Linked DNA regions of Mus musculus: region 1 is linked to region 2. Evidence: chromatin contacts called from public HiChIP or PLAC-seq data. All regions are on one chromosome and are shown on one strand. The core of a region is the stretch at or near the end of the contact, and the rest is flanking DNA. Distances in the headings are between cores, read along the strand shown. Region 1 has its middle 150 kb from the start of Gm29835. Region 2 overlaps Gm36723 (a long non-coding RNA gene).

Evidence for each region. HiChIP or PLAC-seq counts read pairs in DNA pulled down with a chosen protein or histone mark.
Region 1: a BATF HiChIP or PLAC-seq map of CD8 T cells shows a contact between it and region 2, with 6 read pairs. The contact joins two enhancer-like sites. A contact is called at or near these places in 2 of 484 Hi-C or Micro-C datasets (liver and myocytes) and 1 of 115 datasets of contacts at active chromatin or transcription factors (CD8 T cells).

Annotation. Positions count from the first base shown.
Region 1 is chr12:25,829,059-25,831,758 of GRCm38.p6, reverse strand. No RefSeq gene overlaps it. Among named protein-coding and RNA genes, the nearest start is that of Gm29835, 150 kb to the left of the region's middle. Within about 2 kb of position 1,343, at least 5 of the 459 cell types and tissues checked have an H3K27ac peak or open chromatin away from gene starts, as enhancers often do. A contact at or near this core is called in CD8 T cells, where this site is marked.
Region 2 is chr12:25,358,739-25,361,438 of GRCm38.p6, reverse strand. The region is part of intron 1 of Gm36723 (a long non-coding RNA gene); the gene reads right to left. Among named protein-coding and RNA genes, the nearest start is that of Gm36723, 4.2 kb to the right of the region's middle. Within about 2 kb of position 1,283, at least 30 of the 459 cell types and tissues checked have an H3K27ac peak or open chromatin away from gene starts, as enhancers often do. A contact at or near this core is called in CD8 T cells, where this site is marked.

The DNA.
Region 1 (2,700 bases), core at 94-2,593, 470 kb before region 2:
AGACAATCACATCTGTAACTCCCTATAATGCAAACTACTTAAATTCAGGCAGATATCTGTGTGTTGAGTATGCAACTGCATGTTGTGACTATCCAGTATATAAGTGTGAGGGAACAGAAGAGTAGGTGTTCATTATGTAAGTAAGCTAGCCTCCTGCTAGGATTCTCAACTTGATTGCTAACTTGGGAGGATTTAGAAACCAGCTTTTGGGTGTGTCTTTAAGAGAGCTTCTAGATTAGGTTAACTGAAGCGCAAAGATTATAGAGAGTACTATTCCATGGGTGGGGTTCCAAATTCAGTAAAAAGAAAAGAGGGAACAGATTCCCCACATTCCTCTTTCTCTGCTTCGTGACTGCAGATCCATTGTGGTCAGCAACCTCTATGCCTTCCTTCCATAATGAACCACCGAAAGAATCCTTCCCTTCCTCAAGTAGCTCTTGTCAAGGTACATTATCCCAGCTGTGAGGAGTAATAATCCTAACTCACGAGACTTTTGTCTGAGAAACCCATAAATTCTTCCTATGTCAACATAAAACCATGCCCACACCATACTCCAACCAAAAAGTCGACTGCAGGCCAAGTCCTGAAGGCAGTCAGAGACTTCTGACTTTGCACTACCAAGTTACCTGAGAATGCACTACCCCCTTTTCTGTGACAGGGGGTTACATATTAGTGGTAATATGTAATCACAATAATAATAAAAATATAATGACTTTTTCAGGTAAATGAAATGACCTGCTAGCTGTTTCCCCTGTGTAGTATTGTGTCAAACATATACCACTGGGTGCTTTGGAGAAGGCTATTTTATGAATGGGCATAAAACTCAGGTCTGTGATGCAAAATTACTCCAACTGACTTGGTAAGTGGCTACCATTTTATGTGTGGAAATATTTGTGTGTTTGTGTGTTGGTAACTGAGCTCTCAGCTCTAGAAAGGCTAGCGCTGCTGAACAATTCACAACAACTCATCACAACTTAGGAAGAAACTTGAGAGTCAGTCACAACACCCACATTCCAGGCGAGGGAGGACCCACTAATCCAGAACAGACAAGAAACCCCAATTAAACACCAAATCATGCCAGCACTCTCTCTTTTTCTTAAAGAAAGAGACTTTTCAGCCTTTCCATGATTTGCTTATTCTCAGAAACAAAGGGGAAGGAATTGCAGAGCTTGGAGCAGCACACAAAGGGCCCCAATCTCCCACCTTCTATTCAATAAAGTGAAGTGGAGAAAGGAAACTACTATTCAACCAATAAGCAGGTATTGTTTTCTTAAGTGAGTGTGCAGAGAACCCCGGAGATGGCGCCTTGTGGTTTCCTCAGCTGGAACCCTGCCTCTTCGCCACCTCATCTGAGACTTGTCCAAATGCATCTGCTGGCCCGACCCTCTCCACCTGCCCCCACGATCTCCACAGCTGTCACTCTCCAAATTCACAGAGATGAACTCAGTGTCTGAAAGTTGGAAGAATGCTGACTGCCACAGGGATGACAGGGAGATGACAGGCTTCTGGGGTTGCTGTTTTCTATGTTGCTGTTCCAGGGCACGGCAGCTCACTTGGTGGACATAACAGGCAATCTGGCCTCCATGCAGACATCCAGATGGTTGTTAGGAGAGGAGAGGGGCTGGCCATCAGGAAACCCAATCCAGCTCTTTCATTATGGGAGACTTTCTCCCCATTGCCCGCAGACTACACGGCCTCATGAAAGACAGCAATGTTTCAAACTCCTAACATCCATATTACTGCTCATTTTTAAAATATGTGTTATGAAAGAGAATGAAATACAGCTTGGGCGAGCAGCCTGGCTGAAGCAAAGGATGGAGGAATCTTGAAACACAGAGATATTAATGAAGACCCTGGCCCTGCCCCAGCACATGTGTGAATTCTGATTATTCAGTTCTGTCCCTGCATTGGAGTCACCTCTAACCAGAAAAGGTCTCAGGTCCCTTCCAACAACGACAGGAAAGGATAAATATCAATCATGTTCCTTCAGTGCCATTCACGGGACTTTGAATGCATAGCTACTAAATGTCAGAAGCTAGGAAAGGGTTCATGTCCCCAGGGAGCTTAAAATGAAGCTTTATTATTATTGATGTCACTGTTGTTGTCTGACTCTTAATGCTTTAAGCTTAGATTTCTACAGGAATAAATAAGGGAAATTGAAACACATTCTCTAAAATACTAATTAATTGGAGGACTCGATCAGCCTCTATAAAAAGTCCTAAAAAGCACAAAGAAGCAAAACAAGCTCAAAGTTCTAAACCTAACCCAGCTAGGCAGACAAGGGTGCCATCTGAAATATGCCATTTGGGATCAGCCTGGGAAGTTTTGAAAACTGAGAGATGAAATCTTTGAGAACCCTTTCCTTTAGGAATAAAACTTGGATTTTATCCAAGGCAATAGCATAGGGAACGGAGAAGGAGAATTCCAAAGCACAAACACCAATGAGCTTTTGAGAGTCAAACATGGAGAAGAGCAAAAATGAAAATCCAAAGATGCAGGGAGTGAGACAAAGAAAAAAAAAAAAACTAATCTCCTACTGATGCGAAGACACCCGTGTTTCATCCAGCAGCCTTGGCCTTATGGGGCCTGGGAATCTGAAGAAAAAAAAAATGATGTTACCTTAACATACCCAGAGAGGAAGCAGATGCCTTTACTCTACCTGCCAGAAGTATGCAGGAGGACTTCCCACTTCCCAAGGCC
Region 2 (2,700 bases), core at 34-2,533:
TTGTCTGATTTAAATTGACTTCTCTCTCAATTATATTAAGGCCACAGCAGAGGAAAATTAAAATGGTTGCTATGGTCTCCCAAGGCTAATGAAAAGTTACAAGGGAAGCATTCTGGTGTTCCTTCTCCTTCACATGTTTTATTTACCCACAGCATGATGAGGATGATGGTTGTGATTAGGATGATGGTGATGATGGTGGTGCTGAGGAGGAGGAGGGTCATGAATATATCAGTGATGGTAATGATGGTAGCATTGGTGAGGATGGTGGTGGGGATGATTAATAGATACCATATTGAACTCTTCCATTTGCCAGTCCTCTCCCATACATCCACTCCCTACCTCCTATTTTGTAAAATAAGGCCTCACTAGGTAGGTAGGTTGGCTTTAAACTCACAATCCTCCTGCATCAGCCTTCCAAGTACTGGGGATTATAGGCATGTTCCACCATACCTGGCCAATTGCCAAATCTTATTTCAACATATTTTATGTCCACATGTGCTGCCTGTTGCTAGCTTAGACCTCTTTATAAACTAGCAAACCTAGTTTCATTTCAGAATAAATACGAAGCAGTTTAGCCATAAGAGGACAAAGGGCACTCAAAATCCTAAAATATAAACTACTATCAGAGCATGTTGCCAATACCTTAAGATGAACATTTCCCTGGTTGTGATGACTCATCTCAGTTGTCACTTTAGTGAGATCGAGAAATACCTGGGTGATGGATCTTTTCAAATACCTGAGGAGTAGCATCTTGATTGGGCTCATTGAGGTGGGAAAAGTTGCCCATTGTGGGTGGCACCATTCCCTGTGCTAGGGTCTCTCTGCTTCCTGATTGTGCATCACAGAAACTAGAAAAGCAAACAAGACCCTGACTAGTGTCCAGCAGATTCCACAGGAGAAAAAGGCCAACAGTTCATCTTTAGATAAACTCTTGGGTACTAGAAGCTCTTCAACATAGAGAGAGAGCAAGCTTGAATGCAAGTGAAGTTATATCAGAGAGATTGAAAGTTTGTAAATGAACCAGGTATTCATGCTGGTGACCCTCCCACCATGAGTCAATATTATCGGTGCCAAAGAGAGGAGAGAAGACTGGGACTCCCTAACAACTACCTAACAAGCATTTCTTGAATATTTCTAAACCTAGAAAGAAAACAAATTGGGCCTACAAAAGGGAGACAGAGGGGAAAAGAAAAAGATGATTCATCTTGAAAACCCCCTCAGCCTCCGGTTCCTACCGTGGAGCACTTGCCGCACCCGCGCTGTGATCCACCCAATTATTTTAATGTCATCATTCTTTCTCCTTTTCTCTCTTTGATCCAGAGATTAGCTGAGCATATTCTGTGTTTCCCACATCCTGCCCACATCCTTTTATCTAAATGTCTTCAAGGTCTCACAATGAGGTACCAGCAACTTCTTTAAAACATCTTTGTCTCTTTCTTGGCCAGTCTTTCTGGAAATATCTCTTGTCACTGCAGATGGATTAAGCATTTTCCTCTTTTTGACAAATGTTGGACGTCATGACAGGGGTGGGGTGGGGGGCTTCAGAGCTAAGCAGGCAAAGTGGTCCCTGCCCTCAGGATGCTAGCCTTCTAGTTGAAGAGTCAACTACTAGAGAAGTACACTCAAGCTGTAATGAGGGAGCAACGCACACCCTCTAAGAGCTCACCAAGCATTCTAGGCTTAGTGTAGAATTCCATTCACAGGGTGGTCTAGATCCAGAAAAGTGAGAAAGAACAAGCTATGTGACAGTTTATAGAAAGAACATGCCAGAGGGATTGAAACTACAAAAACATTCTGAGTAAGAGACCACATTGGGCATATTCAAAACATCTTCAGAGTCAAACATGAAAGAACACACAAAAATCTCCAGGATAATCAGGGGTGAAACAGCCTAGCAGCAGATTGCTCAGGGACTCACTCAAGAGCAGAAAGAGAAATTCACACCAAAGCCATGCAGGGAACTATTTTAAGTGATATAGAAATAATCACCTACATTTCAATTATTTGGCCAGTGCTCCTGAGAAACCAACAACCCTATTCCAACTTCTGCCCTTAGTGAAATCAACACCAATGCCATATTGGCTATGTGGAGGTAGAGGGGGCTGTTGGGACATATATTCAAAATTCCTTTTTAAATAGATTTCTGATCCTCACTTTAAAAAAAAATAGCTCTAGGTTCCCACTCAGCTTGGCATATATTAAAAATCTGTTTGGAAGCAAACTGTTTTTTAAAGTACCTTTGGTTTTAATTAGTTTAGCATTTTAATTTTACGAAAGGACAGGAAGCCTCGATAAGAAGTGCCTTCCATTAGTGTGTCTGAGTCTGCACCATGATGCTGCACTGAGACAATTGATGTCATGTTAATTAATAATTATCTGAGGGACACTGCAAATGTGGAAGGCCACTGTGACTCACCCGGATCGCCTTGCGCTCAGTCCGCTTTAAAGTGCTATTAATTCCTGTTACAAATGACAGGATCGTTTAATTTCTTAAATGAGACATTTTTATCACCCATAGGGCCTTTCATCTCAGTGAATTTATGCGTTCTGGTGAGCCCCAAAACCCATTTCTAGTTTTCAAAACACATTTTGCCCCCGTTGTTTTACCTATATTTGATTTGACCCATATGTATAGACTCCATATGAGTCTAGCTGGCCCACTCCAGATCTCCCAAGGTTCTAAATGGCTCATCTTTACAT